Linked DNA regions of Mus musculus: region 2 is linked to region 1. A link is a contact called in public HiChIP or PLAC-seq data. All regions are on one chromosome and are shown on one strand. The core of a region is the stretch at or near the end of the contact, and the rest is flanking DNA. Distances in the headings are between cores, read along the strand shown. Region 1 holds the start of Pm20d1 (peptidase M20 domain containing 1). Region 2 has its middle 20 kb from the start of Nucks1.

The links. HiChIP or PLAC-seq counts read pairs in DNA pulled down with a chosen protein or histone mark.
Region 2: a contact with region 1 is called in an H3K27ac HiChIP or PLAC-seq map of embryonic stem cells, with 14 read pairs. The contact joins the enhancer-like site here to the promoter of Pm20d1 in region 1. A contact is called at or near these places in 1 of 39 promoter capture datasets (cranial neural crest), 5 of 484 Hi-C or Micro-C datasets (B cells, the G1E-ER4 cell line, bone marrow-derived macrophages and 2 more), 4 of 115 datasets of contacts at active chromatin or transcription factors (bone marrow-derived dendritic cells, bone marrow-derived macrophages and embryonic stem cells) and 3 of 9 other capture datasets (adipose tissue, liver and pancreatic islet).

The regions. Positions count from the first base shown.
Region 1 is chr1:131,794,536-131,800,759 of GRCm38.p6, forward strand. It overlaps Pm20d1 (peptidase M20 domain containing 1), which reads left to right and starts at 2,860. Exons shown (of 13, transcript NM_178079.3): 1 at 2,860-3,051; 2 at 4,061-4,147. The coding sequence starts at 2,883.
Region 2 is chr1:131,887,475-131,893,698 of GRCm38.p6, forward strand. No RefSeq gene overlaps it. Among named protein-coding and RNA genes, the nearest start is that of Nucks1, 20 kb to the right of the region's middle. Within about 2 kb of position 2,852, at least 8 of the 459 cell types and tissues checked have an H3K27ac peak or open chromatin away from gene starts, as enhancers often do. A contact at or near this core is called in embryonic stem cells, where this site is marked.

The DNA of each region.
Region 1 (6,224 bases), core at 1,610-4,109:
TGGATTTCTTTTAAAAAGCAGATTTTAAATACTTACGGGACATTTTAATGTATATAGCTCATATCTCTCTCTTGCTTCAAGATCTCCAAGGTTTAGAAAAGACAGTGAAATCCCAAACTTTCCTTTCTCTCCATTGCACAATTCTTCCTGATGTCTAACCATCCAAGCCTTTTTGGTTCAGGCTAATGGAGAGGAATCAGCTGCTGACTATAAACAGCTGTGAGCTCTGGATTTGCTGAAAGCTAATTGTGAACCAGTCTGGCTCGTGTGATTGCTCCCTGTCTCCTCAGCTGGGTCAGCTAACCAGCTGCTTCTGATGAATGCCCCGTTGCCTGAATCCCCTCCCCGCTTTTAACCCAGCCTTTCAGTCCTCCTGGGAAAGATCAGCAGTATCTAAGAGCCATATATTGCCCCATATCTTTAACTAGCTAAAATAACTAGGTCAAAAGAAAGCTCCTTAGCATAAAGGACAAAATGACTACCTATAGTACCCATCGGCATACCAGGAAAGGTGCCTGCGGAAAACCCAATAGGCCCAGATCTATCAACAGGTAGACTCATTAGCTGAAATAATTCTACAGTATGGCAAGGCAGTTGACCTGCTTTATGCAGAACAAGGAGGTATTTTGTGTCTATAAGAAAAGAACGTTGTTTCTATATGAATCACTCAGGAAACATTAGAAATAATCTGACTGTATTAAGAAAGCATTGCAAGAAGGAGGGGGGTGGCTGAGATGAAATAAATGACTTGCCACTCAGTCTCATCTCCAGGCTCTTCCTAGGTAGGAATGGATGTCAGCCATCGCAGGACCTTTGATCCTTCTGGCTCTGTTTTAAGTGCTGTTTTGGCTCTTGCATCATTCATGTCTTAACTGGATTAAACCCTACCACTAAGCTAATGGTTATTAGATCCCAATATAAACAGGTGCCCACATGGAAGTCAAGGATTTGACTCAGGATACAACTCCATGGGGGGGGGGGGGATGTGAGAACCAGTTGTTTTAATGATTGTGTCTAAGCGGTCCATAAAGCAAAAAATGCCTCTAACCTGTATGACCCTTGCCCCGGGAGAGATGCTTCTGAAAATGCTGGAGGCTAGTGTCCATGTTCTCACTCCCCTAAACTGGTTAGTTTGGCCCAACTGCACCCAATGTGCTTGATCACATGTGGGTGGGAGGTGCATGGGCAGGATTATTGCAGAATGCACGCCTGCCACATTTGGATGTAGCCCTTACTAAACTCACTAGAACACATACATGCACACACGAGAGCGTGCACACGCATGTGCACACACACACACCAGACAAAGACTAGTTGGGATAAGAGGTTATCAGTGGATGTGTGTGTGTGTGTGTGTGTGTGAGAGAGAGAGAGAGAGAGAGAGAGAGAGAGAGCGAGAAGAACAGCTTAGGAATAAATTTAATCAAAATATATACATGAATAAAGTGTACTAATGAAACCTGTCTAGAGGGACAGTACTGTGTTTCGTTTTCTCTGTCAATTAAAGAATTAAAAGGAAGATCTATTTTCAGAGTTCTAGTAGGACCATCATATTACACCCGAAAAATCAGAGCCCCTCTTGGGGTTCTTGGTGTCGTTAATAAAAGAATTTGAGAACCATCACAAATGGAAGCTTGAGGACAAAGAATACACTCTAACAGAAACTGGGGGACAGTTTGTTGGACTTTAAAAGGAAAACCCCCAGGGCAGGCAGGCTTAACCCTCAAAGCTTTGGGGAAGGGACCTGTAGCACTGGATTAGTTCTTTTTTTTTAATTGGTTATCTTATTTATTTACATTTTCAAATTTCAAATGTTGCCCCTCCCCTTGCCTGGTCTCCCCTCCCATTGATGCCAGACAAGGTCATCCTCTGCTACATGGGACCTCTGGACCCCTCCATGGCTCTTTAGTTGGTGGTTTAGTCTCTGGGAGCTAAGGGGGGTGGGGTCCAGTTAGTTGATACTGTTGTTCTTCCTATAGGGTTGCGATCCCCTTCAGCTCTTTCAGTCCTTCCCCTAACTCTTCTACTGGGACCCCTGTGCTCAGTCCAATGGTTGACTTTGAGTATCTGCATCTGTATTATTAGTCAGGCATTAGCAGAACCTCTCAGGGGACAGCTATACCAGGTTCCTGTCAGCAAGCGCTTCTTGGCATCAGCAATAGTATCCAGTTTAGTGTCTGCAGATGGGATGGATCCCTAGGTAGGGCAGTCTCTGGATGGCCTTTCCTTCAGTCTCTGCTCCGTTTTTTGTCCCTGTATTTCCTTTAGACAGGAACAATTCTGGATTAAAATTTTTGAGATGGGTGAGTGGCCCCAACCCTCAATTGGGGGCCACGCCTATCTACTGGAGGTGTTCTCTACAGGTTCTATCTCCCTTTTGTTGGATATTTCGGCTAATGTCATATCCATTGGGTCCTGGGAACCTCTCGCTTCCCTGGTGTCTGGGACTTTCTAATGGCTACCTCCAGTTCCCCCACCACCACCACTGCTACATATTTCTATTCATTTTCCCAAGGACACAAGGTCACATCTTGGCATGCTAAGAAAAGGTTCAAAACAGGAGCAAACTCGTCGGGGCTGGTTTGTCAAAGCACTACCTATCAACAGACACACTGTTGCAGTTTATGATGAAATTAAAGCTATAACACACACACACACACACACACACACACACACACACACACCTTTGCTCTCATGTAGTAAATGCCAGAACAAGAGCAGGCTAGTCCTGACCCTTGTCTAGAGGGCAGCAACTCAAGGGCGGGTCGCTCGATTGATTGGTTGGTTGCTGTCCAGGTCAATCAATGATTGGTCAGCAGCGAGTCATGCTTTAGGCTATTAGGTCCAAACTCTAGCCCGACTGGTGGCTTTTGGGGAGAGACATGGCTGAGCTACTTGCTAGCTTGCCCGCCTGGGCAGCTGTGCTCCTTCTCTTTTTCGCTACGGTCTCCGGATCCACTGGCCCTAGAAGCAGGGAAAATCGGGGGGCGTCCCGGATCCCTTCCCAGTTCAGCGAGGAGGAGCGTGTCGCTATAAAAGAGGCGCTGAAAGGTGAACCTCCGCCCCCTTGTTCTCAGATCTGAGTCCCTCAGTCCCAGAGGGCCTACCTCCCTCTGCTGAGGGACGCGGGCGGGCCCAGCCAGCGTTCTGCAAGCTTTCGGGACACTGTGCACTGGTCTAGCACTTGCGTCGGTAATCCCTTGCCTAGCCTAGAGGCTCCAGCTTCTCTCCTCTCAGCACTGTTGGCATCCACCCTACCCCTGTCTGCCTCCAAAAAGTATTTGTAGCACTTTCAACTCTAAATCTTTTAACCTTTTCAATCTCTGCGGTGCCTTAAAACAAAACTGTTTGGCTTCGTTAAATGATCTTCCCCAGGACTCCCTCAAGGACAAAGCTCTGGATAACATTGTAGAGTCAGTAGGACTCGCTGGCTCTGAAGAGAATGAATTATTCCTGGGGTGTATGTAATATGTAAGTAGTTCTCCCCTAAAACGGACTTAACAAGGCAACTAACTCATTGGACTTTCAGGAGAAAAGAGCATTTGTGCAGGCTGGTGGGACGGACGCCTTGTCAACTTCTCTTTTCTGTTCATTAAGTAGTGGATTCATTAAAAAAAAAAACTGCCTACACAAACATATGCAAGTCAACACAGTGATCAAATGCTAACCCTTAGTGGAAGATGGATTGTGCACATAGTGAAGTGAGATGCCTGGGAATAGTTTTCCCAGAGCATTGGGCAAATAGTCCTCTGCAAGCTGGTTGGTTGCCATCATCTGTCTATTTTTCTTCTTCTCTTTCTCTTTCTTTCCTTCTTGTTCTTTCTTCTACTACTTCTTTTTCTTCTTTTTTTTTCCTCCTCCTCCTCCGCCGCCTCTTCCTCCTCCTCCGCTTTTCTTCATCTTCTTCATCTTCTTCTCCCTGTCTCCCTCCCTCCCTCCTCCAAAGTTCTGGGATTACAGCTGTGCACCACCACATTCAGCTATGGTTTCAGACTTTTATCAGAAACACTCAACCTCTATCAACCTTAATCGTCTGTCTCTGACCACTGAATCCCAACAGGTGCCATCCAGATTCCCACAGTGTCTTTCAGCCACGAGGAATCCAACACCACAGCCCTTGCTGAGTTTGGAGAATATATCCGCAAAGGTCAGCTACAAACTAAGGGCTAAGGGTGGCAGACATACACTGGAGACTTTGTCCTTGATGGGCAATAAGGAAATATATTTTGCCATTAATAGAAGACAGTCACCTGCTCTGGGGTTGCCTTTTACTTTGTACATAGGATATATAAAGGGGTGAATCCAAATATTCCACAGTGGAGTATAAAGTGAGAACTATAGGTTAGCTTTTGAAGAACTAAAACTGGGAACTAACTGTGGGTTTGGGGTTTGACGCGCCTACATTTTCCCTAAATATGTATCAATTAACGAACTCTACCATTAACAGGTAACACAAGGGATTCACTCTCTTGTGCAAATGTCTAGAACTCTGTTCCAGCACTTCCACCCCTGTTACCATACACATACATGTGGCATGCAGGCACTATGTCTAGTGGGCTCCATTTACAGTAATTATTAACACACTCCTAAGGCCTGCCAGTAATGTGACTAATCTGCCCTGAGAACATCCATACCTGCATACAGAAGTATGGCTGGACAGAACCATTTTTATCTCCACAAAACACAGGGTGGAATGCACTTTTCTTTCTTAATGATAGCATCATTTATAATAACCTAAAATGGAAACAACCACGTATTCATCATTACACAAATAGACAATTAATGTATTCATATTATAGGTGCTGGAAAGATAAGGGCTCCGTGGTTAATTGTACTTACTGCTCTTCCAGAAAACCTGGGTTCAATTCCCAGCATCCACATGGTGATTCACAACCACCTGAATCTTCAATTCCAGGGGATCCAACACCCTCTTGGCACACACATAGTACACTAACATACAATCAGATAAAACATACATATATATTTTAAAGTAAGTAATAACAATTTTAAAAATATTAAATTCAACTGTCCATACCCATGGATTTCATATGTGTGGATTCAATCGACCTTTGATTGAAAATATTAAAAAAAGAAGCTAGGCATGGTGACTCACACCTGTAATCCCAGAACTTGGAAGGCTGAGGCAAGAGGATCATGGGTTTCTAGACTTCATGGTGAAAGCCTGCCACAGAACAAAACAAAACAAAACAAAACAAAACAAAACAAAACAAAACAAAACCATAAGAACTTGCTGTGCTGGATAGTTTAATGTCAACTTGACACAGCTAAAGTCATGAAGAGAAGAGAACCTCCTTCAAGAAAATGCTCTGTAAGATTGGGCTGTAGACAAGCCTGTGGGGCATTTTTCTTAGTGATTGATGGGAGAGGGCCCAGCCCATTGTGGGTGGGGCCACCCCTCGCTGGTAGTCCTGGATTCTGTCAGAAAGCAGACTAAGAAAGCCAGTAAGCAGCACTCCTCCTTGGCCTCTGCATCAGCTCCTGCCTCCAGGTTTTGGCCCTGTTGGAGATCCTGTCCTGACTTCCTTCACTAATGAACAGTGGCAAAAGAAATGTAAGCCAGTTAAACCGTTCCTCCTCCAGTTGCTTTGCTCATAGTGTTTCATCACAGCAATAGGAACCCTAAGACATTTGCATATGGCTCTGTCTCTCTGTCTGCCCCACCCCCATCTGTTTTGGTTTTGAGACAGGGTGTTATTATGGGGCCCCAACTAGCCTTCAGCTAAGGTCCTCCTCCCTCAGCCTCCTGAGTCCTGGGACTGCAGGCACATGGCCATGAAACTTTCTTAAAAGAGACAGATCTCAGAGTTTTGTACATAGTGATCATGTTTACCTCTGAGCAATTTGTGTATGAGAAACTATTACATTCCTATTTACAACAACCCTCAATTGTAAAACTGTTAGTGTGTGATAGCATGTTGATAGAATGGGTCAGATCTTGAGCTATTACCCATAGTGTGTGTGTGTGTGTGTGTGTGTGTGTGTGTGTGTATGTGTATATGTGTATGTGTGTGTTTTGCCTGCATGTATGTCTATGCACTATGTGTATATCTGTGCACTATGTGTGTATAGACCCTTCAGAGGCTAAAGGAGGGTGTCAAATTCCCCTGGAACTGGAGTTACAGGTGGTTGTGGGTCACCATGTAGATGCTGGGAGTTGAACCTGGCGCTCTACAAGAAAAACTAATACTCTTAACCTCTGAGCC
Region 2 (6,224 bases), core at 1,602-4,101, 93 kb after region 1:
TAGACTAGACTGAGCTACGCTCTAGACTAGACTGAGCTACGCTCTAGACTGAGCTACACTCTAGTGCTACTCAATTCAAGTATGAGATCCTTTCCCCCAAACAGGTGATTATCCCAACAGTGCTCATCAAATACTCTGTTGCTTCCTCTCTAACTTGAAAGCTCAATAAAACCAAGGTTTAAATAAGGGTGTTTCTGGAACGAGTGTTCAATACGCTAATTCTCATACAAGGTCAATAATGTGTTGCCCGACTACCAATGTCTTTAGCTATGAGTTGGCCTCTTCAGGCAAGATATTTCTAATTGTTCTTCACACATTTAAAAAACAATCTTGGCATTTATCCTTCTTACTAAACTTGACAGTATTGATGAATTCATAATAAATTCTATGTGGATTTTGTAAGGCTCACGTCAAACATAGGGATTAATTTTAGAGAATCATAACAATATCCTTGATTCATGCCTGATGACCCAAGTTCCCTGGAATACAACAAGCCTGATATGATGGTGTGTCTGTAATTCCAGAACTCTAACAGTGAGATAGAAAGTGGAGGAAGAGGATGCTGGAAGTTCCCAGGCCTCTTAGCCTAGTATATGCAGTGCAGTAGAAACCAGAGACCCAGTCCCTCGAGGTGAGAATGGAGAAATAACCCGAAGAGTTGTTCTCTGACCTCCATATGTGTGCCATGGTACAACTTACACTCACACACAGAAAAATCATACGCAAGGTCATGTGCAAATTCAGGGATGGTAACGGTCATTCTAATTTCCAACATTTGCTGGTAGGAGCTAATGGTAACTGGGGTGTGACTATAAATCACATATTCTCTTTGTGTGTGTGTGTGTAATTGCTAATTTAGTTCTCTTGCTCTAATTGGCTGACTTACATTGGGGAAGAAATCATACATATATCATATGTATATATTGTTTTCCTTTTTTGTTTAAGATTTATTTATTTATCTATTTATTTATTTATTTATTTAATATTAGTATAGTGTAGCTGTTTTCAGATGCATCAGAAGAGAGCATCAGATCTCATTACAGATGATTGTGAGCCATCATGTAGTTGCTGGGAATTGAACTCAGGACCTCTGAAAGAGCAGCCAGTGCTCTTAACTGCTGAGCCACCTCTCCAGCCCCCTATAGTTTTCCTTTTTTAAAAAACTATTTACTTATTTATTTCATGTGTGTGTGTGTGTATACCTATGAGTATGTAAAAGTCAGAGGACAGCTTGCAGGGTAGTCCTTCTAGAGTGAGTCCCGGGAATCTAGTCAGGTCATCAGATTTGGTGACAAATGTCTTTCTTTATCCACTGAGCTATCTTTCCTGAGACAGAGTCTTGCTATGATGTTCAGCCTGATCTAGAACTCACTATGTGGCCCAGGCTGGTCTGGAACTTGTGATCTTGAGTGCTAGGATCACAGGCATATGCCACCATACCCAGCAAGAAGGGCCTATGTTTTAATGACTTTGCATCTAATACCTACAAAGCATGTGTCAGACATTAAACCTTGTTTATATGAACAATGAATGGAATAAAAGATCTAAATAAAATGTAAAAAGAGGGGCTGGAGAGATGCTGCTGACTGACTGCTCTTCCAGAGGTCCTGAGTTCAATTCCTAGCAATCACATGGTGGCTCACAATCATCTGTAATGGGGTCTGATACCCTCTTCTGGTGTGTTTGAAGACAGTGACATATATATATATATATATATATATATATATATATATATATATATGAGAGAGAGAGCGAATGACGGGGTTCTTTCCTGTGTGTATAAAATTGAGGGAAGGTGTCAGGTAGCCCAAGCTTACCTCAGACTCCCTATGTAGTAAGGATGGCCTTGAATTTCTGGTTGTCCTGTGTCTGCCTCCCTAGTGCTAGAATCACAGGCACACATGACTAAGCCCAGTTTATGCAGTGCTGGGATCAATCCCAGGCAAGCACTCTACTAACCCGAGCTACAACCTTAATTACTTCTATATTTTTATAGTGAAAGAAAATTAAAAGCTAGTCACTATGGAAAATGAAGATGGGACTGGAGATGTGCCTTAGTGGTAGAGCACTTACCATTCATGTAATACTTAGGCTTTGATCTAAAGTGCTAAAAAAGAAGGAAAGTATAAAACCGTACTATTTAATAGTCCCAGTGATGCAACTGATACCTCCGTTTACACTGAACTGCCCCCAATGCTCGTGCTTCCACCTCCCATTGCTCCAATGCTCCTACTTACACACACACACACACACACACACACACCCGCCCCTGGGAGCTGAGATTGCAGGTGAACATCACCCACCAGCAAGACAATTTTCAAGGTAGGATTTGAGATGAATAAAAATTCAGAAAGAGCTGAGTTAGGATTTCAGGTTGGGAGGAAAGGGAGTTTAGAAGGTGTTTGTTTGTTTGTTTGTTTGTTTGTTTTCGAGACAGGGTTTCTCTGTGTAGCCCTGGCTGTCCTGGAACTCACTCTGTAGACCAGGCTGGCCTCGAACTCAGAAATCCTCCTGCCTCTGTCTCTCAAGTGCTGGGATTAAAAGTATGTGCCACCACTGCCCAGCAAGCTTAGAAGTCTTATACCATTGTCTAAATGGTTTCTGTGTAGGGAGGTACTAATTAGGTTAAAAAGATGATTACTACATTGCTTAGGTCAATTACTTAACCAATAGTGGTATATCCACCTTGTCCCAGGTGCTAGGTACTTGTGACTTTGTAACTTTGGGGGGGGAGGGGGGACCGGTGTACCGCGGCCTACATTTGACAGAGGACGACCTTGGGTGTTGGTCCTTGCTTTGGGTGTTGTTTGAAATAGGGTCTCTTTGTTGTTTGCCACTGGGTGTGTCAGGCTATAAAACTTAACTAGCTTTCAAGGATTCTCTTGTTTTTTTTTCCCATCTTTCCCTGGGAGCACTGGGAGTACAGATAAGTACTATTGTGCTCAGTTTTGATATTGGTTCTGGGCATTCAAATTCAGTTCCCCATGTTTACATACCAACTGCTTCTCCTACTGGGCCATTTCCCTAATCTTTTAAAGTGCAATAATCTCTTTCGTAGGACTCCACCCTTATGACCTAGTCACCCCTCTAACGCTCCACCTCTTAATACCAACACACAGGAAATTTCAAGATGTGACCTTCAGAGGGACACAGACCACTGCAGGAGTAGAAATGGAAGGATGAAGTTAGCAGCAGGCTCAAACAAAGGAGTTGTATAAGTCATGTCAAAACTAGGGCTGGTGGTACAGAACAGTGATGAGTTATTGCTTCACCGGTGAAATGAGCCAATTCAAGCCAGATTAAATTATATAGGCAGGTTTATTGGAAAGCTGCTCTAGGGCAAGTTCACTGGCCCCAGGGACCTAGGCCAAGGAAGTCACCATGGAGGGGGCATGAGAGAATAGAGACAGAAAGAGCTTCGGGACACAGAGAAGAGTAGGGAGCCCAAAATGTCTGGATTATATAGGGAAGATCTTTGGGGGAAAGGCAGCCCAACCCCTGGGCAGGAAAAGTAAGGACTGGGGACAGGGTATGTCAGGTAAGGACTGAAGGATGCTGGGAGAACCTGTAGGCCCAGCCTGTTTTGATGTGTAAAATATGCACCTTGGTCCCTTGTCCACAGGTCTGAAACCAAACAGCCAGTAATTCCAGCTACTTGGTAAACTGAGGCAGGAAGATCCCTGGTTCAAGACCTTCCTTCCTTGTCTACAGAGTGAATTCAAGATTATCCTTCACAAATTATCAAAACTGTCTCAAGATTTAAAAAAAAAGAAAATTGGTGTCTTCATACCTGCATCCTAGCACTTGAGAGGCTGAGACAGTGTAAGACTCAAGGGAGCCTTAGCTTACCAGGGACCCCCTGAGTGAGCCACGTGGATCAGGGATTGATGCAAAAAAACAAGAGGAATTTATTTTTCCAAAGCACTGGGGTATTCCCAGACCTGAAGGAGAGGCTGCGACCCCCAGTAACCATTCAGTGAGTTTTTATATGGTTTCCGGGGGGACAGTATAGAGAATCAGCAACTGTGCACAGAACAGTGCACCCTTTAAACTGATTGGTCTCTAGGGAATAAGGTGACAAGGACTTCCATTGTCTGGAGGTAGGCAACAGTCCATCCTACAGAATGTGTTCCCACCCGCAGGTCGGTTCCTGCCCTGTGGTCTGAAAAATGTTAATTCGCCTCTCCCTTCAAGGGGCTAGTGTGTCCTGACCTTCCCAGAGTTCCTGAGCTGACTTTTCAGCAGGATGATTGCCTCAACTTCAAGACAAACCTGGGCCATGAAATGAGTTTCAGGATCACATGGACTACCATTGAGATCCTGTCTCAATGAAAGAAAAAGGAATAATAAACCTTTAAAAAAAAATTGGAGTTGGATCTAAGGATCTTTTTTTAAAAGTCTAAGGATTTAAAACAAATGAAGAGTGTTTATACAAGATCCTGGGTTCAAATCTCTGTAACACACATACAGAGTATGGGGGGGGGTGGGGGGGACGATACACATAACACTGAAGCAGTTGGACTACAGAGGGGTTTGTTTTTCTGACTGAAACAAAGAATCCACAATCATAACTTCCTTAAAAAGGCTAAAATGTCAAAGTGACAAATGTATTAGCCCACGGTTTTGGTTGTATGAAGTCCATTAGGCTTACATTAAGGTATGGGCCAGGCTGATGGCTTTTAGAGGAAACAAAACATATACATATGCATATATCATACATATACATACACATATACAATACATATATATATATATATATATATATATATACATAAACATATACTATACATGTACATGCACATACATATATTTGTGGAGGGATTTTTTTATGTATGTGTTTTCTGAATTTTCTAGCTTCTGGGGACTGCTCCCATTCCTTGCCTCGTGAGCTCCTCCATTCTTCCTCAAATCTAGAAAGAGTGGATCATTTTTTTTCTTGAAGCTCATCACTCCAACCTTTTTTGCCTTTTTTTCTACAGTCAAGGACCCTTGGGGTTGCTCAGGAACCCCTTGAATAAGCAAAGTCATTTCTCCCATCTCAAGGTCAGCCAATAAGCAATAATGTAGTAATCACGAAGACATCTATCTCTGTAGTGTTTGGTTTCCTTGTTTGTTTGTTTGTTCATTTTTGCTCTTTTCTTGGTGAATTTTCTCTCTCTCTTTTTTTTTCTCAGAGAGGTGAGAGCACACCCAGAGGGTTGAATTAGGGCTTCCCACAGGCTCAGCACTCTACAAATGACCCACACCCTTAACCCCTTCTTAGTGATATTTGGGGGCAGGTTTTTATAGCACAGTTTGGCCGGAGCTCACTTTGTAGCCCAACTGACCCTCAAATATGTTACAATCCTCCTGTCCTTGCATCCCAAGAGCTGAGCTCGTAGGAGTGAGCCAGTGTCCCTGACTCTTAGTGATTCTTCAAGCTCCTGGCATGTTAGATATACCAATCTATCCCTGTATGTGACACAAAAGTGTTCCACAGCCCGAGGAGTGTGAGCATAGTGGTCTTAGGTTTGTTCATGATGAATCTGCTTGCAGTAGCTAAAATTCTGGGTTAGAGAGTTTGGACTCTGTTTAGAACCTGCCCCCAAATACCATAAAGGAAGGGTTGAGGGTACAGGTCAATTGTAGAGTACTTAGCCTGTGGGACACCCTAATTCAATCCTCTGGGTCTCCTCTCACCTCTCTGAGGAGAGAGAGAGAGAGAGAGAGAGAGAGAGAGAGAGAGAGAGAGAGAGAGAAAGAGAGAAAGAACTGAACTGTCTGGCCTTAGTGTGGAGTGATGTTAGTTAGAGTTTTACTGCTGTGAACAGACACCATGACCAAGACAAGTCTTATAAAAAACAACATTTAATTGGGGCTGGCTTACAGGTTCAGAGGTTCAGTCCATTATCATCGAGGTGGGAGCATGGCAGTATCCAGGCAGGCATGGCGCAGGAAGAGCTGAGAGTTCTATGTCTTCATCCAAAGGCTGCTAGTGGAAGATTGACTTCCAGGCAACTAGGGTGAGGATCTTATACCCACACCCACAATGACACACCCATTCCAACCAGGTCACACCTATTCCAACAAGGCCACACCTTCAGATGGTGCCACTCCCTGGTCCAAGGATATACAAACCATCACAAGTGATTTGTGGACTGTGTTTTTAAAAGGTAATGCTGCCTGTTGTACCTACCACAGATCACAGAGGAAGCATAGGGGAAGTCTGTTACAGTGATGGAAAT